2 separate regions of the Mus musculus genome follow, and region 2 is linked to region 1. A link is a contact called in public Hi-C data. All regions are on one chromosome and are shown on one strand. Each heading gives the region's core, a stretch centred on a gene start, on an enhancer-like site or on the middle of the called end of the contact. The rest is flanking DNA. Distances are from core to core; before and after follow the strand shown. Region 1 overlaps Lnx1 (ligand of numb-protein X 1). Region 2 has its middle 40 kb from the start of Gm52779.

Region 1 (6,103 bases), core at 1,855-4,354:
TTAAGTGACCATGTGATCTGACTTGGTAATGGAGGGTGAGGTGAGGTCTGATGATTTACAGTTCCTATAGAGAGGGTACCTCCCCTGCCTTCTTTGGAAAGTAATGTTCTATCCACTCCCATCCAAGGGGGAGAAGAGATTTTTTTTTTTTTAAATAGTGAGATATGTTATTTTACTACATAAAAAATTTAGAACTACAGGTAAATAGTGATCACTGTTTTAATATCCCAATGTCCCAGTTCATACGCTTTAGACCGAAAAGATTTCTTTTTTGCTTGTTTTGAAGCAACACCTCACTCTGCACCAGGGCTGGCTCTGGCCTCCTGAGCTTCCTGGCTACCTCCTGAGTGCTGAGATCACAGGCACACAGCAGCACGCTTAGCTAGCAGATGGTTGCGGTGAGCCTGTGCCTCTCATCTCCATTGATCTCTCTCTCTCTCTCTCCTCAGCACGGCCCTTTGAGCGCTCCACTATGAGAAGCCGGTCTTTCAAGAAGATCAACCGAGCTCTAAGTGCTCTCCGGAGGACGAAGAGCGGGAGTGTCGTTGCCAACCATGTTGACCAGGGCAGGGACAACTCTGAGAACACCACTGTCCCCGAAGGTAAAGGGAATCTCCACTGCACCCCGAGGCTGGCTGTAGGCTAGTTTGCCAGAGTCACTTGAGGGATGGTGGTAGCCTGACCAATGTCCACCCTCTGTGACCTCTGTCTTTCCAAGGGTACATAGCCTTGAGTGACCTCCTCATTTGAGTAAGGACAGGGACTCTTGGTTTCTTTGTTGTCTTTTTACACAGGTGAGGAAAAATTCGTCTGTTCCTGGGCTCCAGGTGCTGGCTTAATGCACATGAAAATAATGATTATAGTTAGAGTGTGAAAAGCATTTTACTTCATTCTCACCCAATGGCACTGTGCACAGGCTTCTGCTAAAACAGAAAAAGCCACAGACACTGCGAGTTCTATATAAACTGACAGCAAGTTAGTGCCTTTGTTTTGCCTATTGTTTTGATTTTCTTTTTTTAAAGAATTATATATATATATATATATATATATATATATATATATATATATATGAATGAATGAATACACTATAGCTGTCTTCAGCCACACCAGAATAGGGCATCAGATTCCATTACAGATGGTTGTGAGCCACCATGTGGTTGCTGGGAATTGAACTCAGGACCTCTGAAAGAGGATTCAATGCTCTTAACCACTGAGCCATCTCTCTAGCCCCTGTTTTGATTTTTCTATACTAATTTATTTATAGTGTGTGGGTGGAGGTGGCTGTGCACACCTACATACACATGTACTCACGTGCCACAGTGCATGTGACTCATGTGACTGTCAAAGGACAACTTGCAAGGGTTGGTTTTCTCCATTCACCATGAGGGTCCTAGACTGGAATTCAGCAAGTGCCTTGAGCCACTGACCCATCTTGAGGGCCCTTAAAAAGCATCTTAGACTGAAGCTGGCACATTGGCTAGACTAGTATTCTTAGTGTACACGTACCTACACACACACACACACACACACACACACACACACACGGTGCTCTAAGTGTTCTATGTGCTCAGACACCCCATGACCACGGCACATTTCCAGGTCACTGGTATCTCACTGGTGTGGCTCTCAAGATGCTCCACTGTCGACCTATTTTTCAGGAGCATATACCAAGACACACAGAAGTCACTCAACTTGTTCCAAATGACGACAGTATTGACCTTTGGGGCCACAAGAGAAAGCTGTCATATCTTAGTGTGCATATATGGTACATGTTTCCCAATATAAGTGGATCTGAAAAGACATTCTGTTCATTTCATATTGAAGCCTTTAGGTTAAATCAACATTTGTTTTCTGAGACAGGCCCTCACGTTGTAGCCTTGGCTAGCCTTAGAACTTACTGTGTAGATCAGGCTGACCTCAAACTTGCCGTGATCCTCCTACGTTTGCCTCTTAAGAGTAGTGGGCGTGCAAGTGTGCAGCAATCTGGTTCGTATGAAACTCTATAGTAAAACAATAACATGGAAAGTCACAACAGCTCTTCACGTACCAGCAAATGCTCTAAAGAGTCGTGTGTGTGTCAAAAGAATGAGAAGTGATAAAGACTGTGTGGTGGCACACGCCTTTAATCCCTGCACTCGGGAGGCAGAGGCAGGTGGATTTCTGAGTTCGAGGCTGGCCTGGTCTACAAAGTGAGTTCCAGGACAGCCAGGGCTATATAGAGAAACCCTGTCTCAAAAAAAAAAAAAAAAAAAAAAAAAAAAAAAAAAGACTGTCAATCCTAGTTCACAGCTAAGGAGAGTGATCCAGAGAGGTTAGGCAAGTAGTCCAAAGTCACACACACAAAACCACACACACACACACACACACACACACACACTGAGAGAGAGAGAGAGAGTGTGTGTGTGTGCAAGCATAGGATTTTAACTTGATGCTTCTGGCTCTTTTAACACCTTCCAAAACTGTCTTTGGGGTTGAAGGTTAAAGTCCCAGGTGTTTTATTTACTGTGCTTTGGAAAATTCATGCACAGCATCTGAGACTCCTGGCTTGGCTCTGCCGCTCCCACCACCACCACCACCACCACTTGCTCACCATGCTCTTTCCTCACGTGCCTGTGTGGCTTCGAATGCCTCCCAGCTACTGGCCAACCTGCATCCTCCATCTCCTTCCCACTGCCAATCTAACTCTTCACTCAGAAACAGGGATTAGAATCCACATGTGTCAGTCAGTGAGGACTGAAGACAAGAGTCCCAATGTCCTAGTTCAATGTACAGAGAATATTCTTAAATCCTACAATCTCTAGACAAAAAATTTTGATCGAATTCTTTCAGGTCCTGTCTAGGACAATTTTGGCAGTTTAAAAACGTTTTTAACCCTTCAAAGCCACAAGGATCTCATTGGTCTGGCTCTAAGGGACATCATTTAAGAGTGTGAGGCTGGGCATGAATGTCTCTTCCTCTGCATCCTAAGTGTCTGAGCTACACAAAAGGAGCCACTTCCCAGTTAGCCTAGGCGTGACTTGTTCTCAGCAGTTGGTGTCCCCTCTAAATACTTCTGTTCCAACTGAACTAGAAAACAGTGCCAGTCAGTGCTTCTGCCAGTTAGTTCTTGATCTCTAGGGCCTGTCCCTGTGGATTTTGACCTGGCTGTGAACATATGATTCCTGGGGAACTATTGAGGCCATAAATGTGCTAACCCTCAGAAGCCTGGTATTCCTCACCGACTCTGAGGCCATATTACTCCACAGCTTCCTTTCTGCACACACACACACATTCATAAAGGACTGTCTGTCACTGTGTAGCCTCAGAGTGACCTAGACAGCTACTCTGTGTCTGCCACAGCCACAAGGAGGGAGCTAAGACGTGACTCCTGGAGAAAGCTGACTCAGGTCAAATACTAAGGTTAGGCAACAGTGGCTCACTCAATCTTTGATCTTCTCTTTAGCACTGAGGTCAGTGATCCAGGTAGATGAGGAACACGTCTTAAGGAGACGGCTGTAAGACCATGACCTTGGCCTCTCCGTGCCTGTCAACCAGGTCTTTTGACTGCTGTGATTGACAGCAGTATCTGCCAGAGGGCTGATGACTACTGGGGCCTGAAAAGCAGAGTCTCAGATCTTCCTAAATGACCTCAGCAGAGGACAGAAGAGCAGATTCTATTTTTGTTCCTGGATAAGAAAGTAATGAAATCACAGTTCACTCCCTGAAGACATCAGTTCATTAGTTCGTTCCTATTCAAGCAGTAAGCATCAGCCGGAGGCTCCAGTGTGTAGAGAGATCTGTGCACAAAACCATGGGACAGCCAGAAAGTGCCGCCTCCACAATGTAATCAGAGTAGTTTAAACATTAATTGAAACAGTCTGTCAAATTAACATCGGGAACAGCCAGGTTAAGACAGCTACATGAGCCTGATAGCAAAGCCAGTTGCCAGATTATGGAGTCCAGATCGTGATATGAGAGATGGACACAGACAGCAGTAATGGAAGGCTGGATGCCATGAGAACAGTCTATAGGAATCGTGTGTTTAGTGACAATGAGGAAAAGAGAGATTGGGATAGAGTTGAATTGGAATTATTTTGTGCATGCCTTGAAGGAAATTCTGGGTTTCAGCCCAGGATGAAAAACATTCCAGTAGAGAATGCTGGCACCAAGGCAGGAAAGTGGTGCCACACACAGGGAACTGTCAACAGTTTAGCTTGGCATTCAGAGTGGCTGGAGATGCCCGTGGAGTAGATGTCTGAAACAAATACTGTTTCTGTCCATTTCAGTCTTCCCAAGGTTGTTTCACCTGATTCCAGATGGTGAAATTACAAGCATCAAAATCAACAGAGCGGATCCCAGCGAAAGCCTCTCCATAAGGCTGGTGGGGGGCAGCGAGACGCCGCTGGTCCACATCATCATCCAGCATATTTATCGCGATGGAGTGATTGCCAGAGATGGACGGCTGCTGCCAGGAGACATCATTCTCAAGGTGCCCATGAGGCGTGAGCTTGTAACCATAGGCTACAAGATTGTGAGCTGTAGGCTGTGCGTGGCACATAATTTAAGTCCTTAAAGGTTGGATGGGTAGGTGGGAAGAGCGATGGATGACTGGCGAGAAGATGGGTGGATAAGTGGGTGCATAGATGAATAAATAAAATCCTTCAGAGCCAATTGTAGTAGATGGGCAAATGGATGTTTAGATGGATGAGTGGACTGGTGGGTGGATGAATGGATGCGTAGCCGGGCAGATAAGTGGATGGGTAGATGACAAACAGGATAAATAGAATGAAATGAAGATAGATACTTTCTTTCCACAGTTACATTGATGTAAATCTCCTATGAAGAGTTCTAGTATAACACTTCTGGATCTTTCACTCTTCCCCCATCTCTCTATTTATAATCACTTCTCTTTGTATCATTGTATCTCTCTTCTCTCTGTTACTGTATCCCTTTCTGTCTTCTCTGCCTTTTTCCCTTCGACTTTGTTTCGGTGGTCCCTCTTTTCTTTCTCCAATTCTTACTTTTCTTCTCTTCCTCTTCTTGATCCTTCTGTGGCCTTCCTTTTAAAAGAAATATTAGGAGAAAATAAGATGGCGCATAGATTCTTTCTTAAATTATAAAGCAGATTAATGGGAACTGTTGTATTTGATCTAATTGTGTTCAGATGCCTTTCTGAAGAAAATCTCCTGTGGCTTAATGGCCACAGAAGTCGCATGACCCAGAGGCATTCCAGGGGAGGCAGGAGTGGAATGACCTGGCTTGGGCATACTGTCCTCTGAGGCATGGTTGAGAAGAGAGACTTTCCAGAAGAATTTTCTGGACAGAAAGGAGGGGGGTGGGGTGGGAGACTGTTTATCAGACAGATGTCAAATGTGAGCCAGCAGGACTAGAATTCCCTCCCTATGCCTCTACTTCTTATCTGATACTCAGATAACAGCTCCATCCCACCCTTTGCAGGCAGCAGAGGGACAATCCCTGTCTCCGCATGAGCTGTTTGTTTGGCAAACTAATTGGAATAAGAGGAGAAATAATTGAAACCAGTTACTGTAGAAATGTTGACATTCCCACTGGTGGCTGGGATGTGGCACAAGCAGGGCCCATCACTTTAGTGGGCCACAACCATCAGGACCCCAGTCACAGTGGGAGGTTTTTCTCCCTGCTCCCATGGGGACTACTGCCTGGGAGGGCTGCATAGGAAAGTTCTCTTTGTTGGCTCTGAGCTGGAGGCCCTTGCAGATAAAAGGAATGCCAAGAACTATCACCAGGTGACCCTGACTTCTCTTGACCCTAGGAATAATGGGATGGCAGGCTCTGCCACCTTCCGGGCAATGTTCCCTTGGACAAGGGGGTGCCTTGTCTTCACTGAAGGAGCCCCATCTACCTCTGAGCTGGAGCAGGAGGTGACTGACCTCAAATAAGGCCAGTGTGCCTCTAACAATGGCTTCAAGTACAAAAAAATCGTAGCAAATTCTAGAAACTGAAGAAACGTCTTGCTCGTTGTGGGGCCCTTTCCTTAAGCAGCGCAGGGCTGCTGGGAACTGTTTCCTTCCAGGGCAGTGACAAACACTGGGGCTACAGCCTCCAGGCTGGGCCTGTGGAGCCAGGATAATTAAAGCCAGAAAGT
Region 2 (6,103 bases), core at 931-3,430, 280 kb before region 1:
GTAGTGGTCCTACCATGTCCAGGAGGCACCGCTTTGGTTGGGCACTCTCCAGTCTCTGGCTCTTGCCAGCTTCCATGGTAGTCTTCCAGATGAGAGTATGGGTGGTAGAGATGTTCCATTTGTGGCTGAGCACGGCACACTATTGTCTGCACTTTGGCCACTTGTGAATCTCTGCTTTACCTGCCGTGCACTGCACAGACACTTTTCTTATGAGGTCTGAGGGCTACACTGCCCCTGAGCAGGAAGATGCAAATTTTGAGGGAAGTTTGATTCTCTGTCCATTTAGCAGAATAAACATAGCAGGTTCAGCCTCTGAGGCCTGTGACCTCAGCTACCCTAGATAGGTTCTTGGCCAGATTAAAGTACCAGGCCTGTGTTTGTTTTCCTGGATTGGGCCTTAAATCAAATAAGGAACTGATTGGTTGTCATTATAACATAGATGTCACTATTCGTACCCATGGGCATATCTTGCCATACCCATTATTGTGGTTCATGGCATTCGTGGTGGGGACACTACTGATGACTTCTTTCCCCTATGACCTGAACAGTCCTCCCAGAACTATGAGAGCTGGCCAGCAGGGATGAGTCTTCCCTGTTGGTGCCAATGTGAGTTCCCCTTGTCCAGTGACTAATGTGTACAGTGTCTTCAGCACTAGGCCAGCAGCAGCAGGTTCTACTAAGCAATCAAGAACAAGGGCAATAGTCTGCAGAGTTTGGTCTTTGGCGGGGGTGGGTGGGGTTGGGTGGGTGAGGTATCATTTCTAAGATATCTCATTAGATGAGCTCACTCCCCCAGGTGGGGGTCACAGGGTCCTCCACACATAGGCACCATTCCTTCTTTGCTAAGCACCCCACTTTGCACTCCAGTATCATGGCTACTGGCTGAGCCACTGAATAGCTCTTTTCTTCCAATTCAAACTATTGTCCCTACCACCACTGCCCTTTCCATGTTTTTTTTTTTATGGCTTTATTGATACCTGAATTCGGTTATTTAGTGGGTTGCCTTTCCCAACAGGAAGGAAGAGCCGTAAGGACAAGGACATCTCTAGCCTTTTGACTGAGCTTGGAGATTGCTCATAGCAGAAGCTCAGCGGACAGATGGCTCTACACCAAAGACTTGGGCTCCAGTGGCTCATATTGGCCAAGTTAGAACCACTGGTTGGGAGACCCTAGCATCATCTCACAAGTTCAGGAGAGACCCTGTTCTGGAAAGGCTTTTCCATGGGCTCCAATGCTTACAACCCAGACTATGGAGGCTTGCCAAAAGGGTGCGGTACCCAAGTCATCAGCATCCTGTTGAGTCCCCGTGGTTTCCCTTTTGGTACCTGATGTAAAGGTGGTGCCTACAGAAGGGGCGGGAACACTCTACACGGTCCCCAGAAGCTGGGACTCTGTTTCATTCATTTCAACCATCTCTCTTTTAATTGGCTATTTACAAATGGTTGAGTCAGACATCCCACCCTGCCTCCTCCATTGGTTGGGGACTGGGGGCGGGGGTGGGGTGGGGTAGAGATGTGGTTTATATTAGTGCCCTGGAGAAAGTTCATGCCCTCTGGGACGAGCATGTCCATGAAATGGCAGCGTGATTAATGGTTTGTTTATAGCACTGACATCCAGCCTGTCAGGACCCTTCAGTGGCCTTTGATGTAAAACACACTGAGAGGCCCTGGGACCTCCTTATCTCCTCTGAGGAGAGAAATCAGAAATGAAGAATGGTGGGCTGGGGCTCAGAGTGCTGGCCTCCAGGGGTCTGAATGGTTAAAACAGATAAGAGCCAGAGATGGGGGGGCCCAAGGGGACCTAGAGGGTGGGCAGTGCTCAGCAGGGACTCCTGTTGTCTTATCTCTCCCTCCTCTCCCTCCTCCCCCTCTTTCCTCCCCCCTCCTTGTTCTTCCTTAGCGCCTCGAGGTCTACAGAGCTTCCTCAAGTCTCACAGACTAATGATCTCACAAGTTCCACCCCGACGTCACCAGGAATAAAGTGATGGCCATTTTATTTCTGAGGGCCAGTGGGTGGGCAGTAGCAAAGGCCTAGTCCTGGACCATTAATGATAATTTAAAGCCCCCTGGAGCCTACTCGAAGGAGCCATGTTTCTTTAAGAGAGCAGAAGAGTCTGAAATGGTTCCCCAGTTTCCCCAGGTCAGGGGACAGAGTTTGCAAACAGGCGTCCTATGGGCAGAGTCCAGCTCACAGCTGTATTTTGTTTGGCTGTAGAGAAAGGGACAACTTTGTAGCGGTTGCCAGTGTTTAACAATAAGATCTCAGTTTCACATAAAAGTTCAAATTCCTTCTGTCTTCTGAAGAAAACAATAAATAGAAAACTGGAGCTCTGAGGTTGCTGGGTCTTTACTCCCTCACAGTGACGGGGACTGAAAAGATGCTGGCCTCCTTCAAAGGAGAACAGCCCTGTGTCCACTGTCCCCGCCACACGATCTGCTGTGGCCACTGTATTGTTCACAGTTGCAATTCATCCCAACAGTCGAACTGTTGTTTCTTTCAACCCTAGCTTGCTGTGCTCATTTTTTTGGTGAATTATATAATCTAAATTCTTTGAAGCTCTAAGAAAAAAAACCACCATTTTGTTACTACAATGGGCTGGCCAAAACTAACCTAACAGGGTCTCTGTGATGTTTATAAGAGATGCCATTAAGTGCTTAGCTCAATGCTGGAATTGTCAAACGTCTTCAGTAAGTGCTTGTGGCTCTGCTGGAGGCCAGCATGCAGTGAGACCTTCCATTAAGTGAAAACACTCTTGAAGTCACTTGTTGATTTTAAAGCTGTCATTAAAAAATATGAACATTTTAGGAAAGCCTTTTTACCTTTATTTCCAAAGATCCATTGACCTTTCAATATTCAAATGCAGCCCCTGGATCTGGGCATTCCCGAATATCTTTAAAAGATTGATTTTAACTATGTGTATTGAATGTGTTTGTATCTCTGTGTGGGTTTGCACACATGAGTGAAGGTGCCCACAGAGGCCAGGAGAGGGCGCCAAAGCCACTGGAGCTGGAGTTACAGGCAGCTGTGACTGTCTTCCAGGTGCTGGGAGCTGAACTCTGAAAGAGAAGCATCTATTCTTAACTGCTGAGACATCTCCCTAAATGCCTATTAAAGAAAGTTTGAAGCGAGTATGGGGGCCTATGCTTGTCATTCCAGTACTAGAGAAGTTGAGGCAGGAGGATTGTCATAAGTTTAAGACCAAGGCTAGCCTTTGGCTCCATAGTGAGTTTCAGGCCAGGTTAAATTATATAAATGCGATCTCATGTGCGTGCGCATGTGCACACAACACACACACACACACACACACACACACCATACTCTGATCTCCAGATAACACTCACATGTTCTGTGTCTTCTAAGGCCAGAATATGAGACACACTGAAAACTTGGAAAACTTCCATTCTGACTTCAGAATGGGTTTGTAGTATGCCAGCTACGCCTGCAAGTAGACACAAGAGGATGTAGTCTATAAAGATGGCATGGGAAGGTGCTTTCCTATAGCCCTCTGGCTGCCATTTCTAGTTTCCTGTGGAATAAATGAGGCAAGGGTGACCTACAGTACGTCAAATGAGTCATAAGCCACAAGGAGACACCGGGACCTCAGACATGTGACTTCCAGCAGCTTTCTGTTTGCCTTCTTATTTTGTATTGCCTCAGCTGCTCCTTCCCAGCCCATTGCCTGCAGCCTGGGAATCCAGGGGCAGAGCTCGCTGCAAGGTGATGCATACATTGTTGCAATTGGTCTTTCCCATCGCCACAGCGCCAAGCATAGATGCAAGAGACAGGCAAGTTTGTTTGGAATCAGATCCACCCTAAAGTGATTGCCAGTTCTTAATGGTGTTTTCACCGCTATTTCCCTGGTAGAAAGAGCTAGGCACTTCTGGATGCTGGCCTCTGGGATCTCAGTTTCCATTGTGAGGTGATGTGCCTCAGTGTGTCTCAATGTGTATCGGTCTGAGTGCTTTGGCTGCAAGCAACAGATACATTGTATATAGTTCTATAGTACATTGTATATAGTTCTATGATCGCATCTGCCAGGAGGTCTGGTGGTAGGCTCAATTCTTACCAAGTTCTGAACCTTTTGTAGCTGAGTGGGTTACTTTCCCAAGCGTGACCACATGAGAGACCTATAACCAAACTCCAGGAATAGAAAGAAAACAATATGCCCATGCAACACCTTGTTCTGGGCCCCAGGTAAAGCCATGTGTTGAAAGGTAGCTGGTGGCTCGGATAAGAGTACTTCACATGAAAACTTGTTCCTGACACGGGTGGGAAAAGAAGAGTCAGCTGAGAGTGTGTTGACATCTGTCTGGTGAGAGAGAGAGAGAGAGAGAGAGAGAGAGAGAGAGAGAGAGAGAGAGAGAGAGAGACTGAGCATTCCCAGTGTGATAGAGAGCATAGGAGACTCTGGGCTGCAATGGTGGTTGCCAGGAGGATGCCCAGGGCTGCGGAGATATGCTCTGTGTTGGGTGGATAAAGCGTTGTCATCCAGAGATATAGCTAGCACATGGTATCACATCCCTTTCTCGAAGTGGGCCAGGGGTCAAGAACTGAATATGGTCTAGCTGCCTTCATAGCAGCAACCATTTCATGAACAAAACAAATTCTCTACCCAAGGTGGGTAACCAAATAGTAGAGATGGTACAATGGATGGCGCTCATCCTAGAGGGACAGAAGACGAGTTTCTGTGCTGATGTTCTGTCTCTGTCTGTCTGTCTGTCTGTCTCTCTCTGTTTCTGTATGTCACTGTCTCTCTCACACACATAATAGAATTCTATTCAGCCATCCAGATAATGAAGTTCTGTATAATCAAATTAGCCTCATTTCAGAGATGAAGGGATGGACTGACAATTATAAATCAAAAAATGTACTATACTACATAAATGATTTAAGGATCATCTCAGCGGATACAGAAAAAAAAAAAGTCATTTTCCAAATCCTATATCCATTCATGATAAAATCCCCACCCCCAAGAAACTGGAAATAAAAGAAATGCATCTCAATGTAATAAAGGCTAAATATGACAAACCAATAGCTAGCCATCATCTTCAATGAGAAAAAAATTCAAAGTATTTCTACTAAAACCACTTTGTCCACTGTTATTCAATACAGCGCTTGAAGTCTTACCCATTGCTTCTTTTGTAGACAAAAGAAGGAAATGAGAGGGGCAGAAATAAGTCAGTCAAACAGTCATTATTTGCAAGTAGGATTATGCACAACAGTAACTCTAAAGATGCTGCTAGGAACAGGAGAGCTGCTCATGGTGAGAGCACTGTTGCTGCAGAGAGCAAGCGTGTCCTCCAACACCCAGGTCAGGGGGCTTGCAACTGCCCACAGCTCCAACTCCAGGAGATCCAATGCTGTTCTGGTCTCCACAGTATACTCCCCGCCCCCCCCCCCCAGCCCAATGCACACATGCACACATGCGCGTACACATGCACGAAACTGTTGATTCAATCAACACTTCCAGCAAACGGCTGGGATATAAAATATATTTCCTACATATCAATAACAAACACATTGAGTAGGAAGCCGGGACACAAACCTCCAATTAAATAACTGAAAGATCTCTGTAATAAAAACTTTAAAACATGGAAGAAAGAAATTGAAGAAGACACTAGAAGATGGAAAGACCGCTCATGCTCAGGGGTTGGAAGAATTAATGTTTAAAAAAATGGGTATCTTATTAAAAGCAATCTACAGATTTAGTGAAGTCGCCATTAAAATTTCAATGCTTCTCTCCATAGAAATAGCAAAGTTAGTCCTGAAGTTCATGTGGAATCACAAAAGATCTCATTACCCAACAACTCTGTGTATATAGAATAATGCCGGAGGCATCACCATACCTGACTAAGTTATATCACAGAGTCATAGTAACCAAAACGGTGTGAACTGGCACAAAAATCAGACATGGAGATCAATGGAGTCAAAGAGAATCCAGATATAGATGAGACATCCAGCCATACCACCTGACATTTGACAAGGATGTCAAAACTACAGACCGAAGAAAAGACAGCCATTTCTTTTTTTTTTTTTTTTTTTATTTTTAACGTTTTTTTTTTTCCATTTTTTATTAGGTATTTAACTCATTTACATTTCCAAT

What was found. A called contact is a pair of places that touch in the nucleus more often than the background predicts.
Region 2: a contact with region 1 is called in a Hi-C map of liver, with 4 times the contacts expected there. The contact joins two enhancer-like sites. A contact is called at or near these places in 27 of 484 Hi-C or Micro-C datasets (adipose-derived mesenchymal stem cells, embryonic stem cells, liver and 2 more), 2 of 115 datasets of contacts at active chromatin or transcription factors (embryonic stem cells and fibro-adipogenic progenitors) and 1 of 9 other capture datasets (pancreatic islet).

Annotation. Positions count from the first base shown.
Region 1 is chr5:74,621,847-74,627,949 of GRCm38.p6, reverse strand. Lnx1 (ligand of numb-protein X 1) reads left to right here. Exons shown (of 11, transcript NM_001159577.1): 4 at 450-602; 5 at 4,266-4,468. Among named protein-coding and RNA genes, the nearest start is that of Gm32304, 23 kb to the left of the region's middle. Within about 2 kb of position 3,104, at least 10 of the 459 cell types and tissues checked have an H3K27ac peak or open chromatin away from gene starts, as enhancers often do. A contact at or near this core is called in liver, where this site is marked.
Region 2 is chr5:74,901,413-74,907,515 of GRCm38.p6, reverse strand. No RefSeq gene overlaps it. Among named protein-coding and RNA genes, the nearest start is that of Gm52779, 40 kb to the left of the region's middle. Within about 2 kb of position 2,180, at least 32 of the 459 cell types and tissues checked have an H3K27ac peak or open chromatin away from gene starts, as enhancers often do. A contact at or near this core is called in liver, where this site is marked.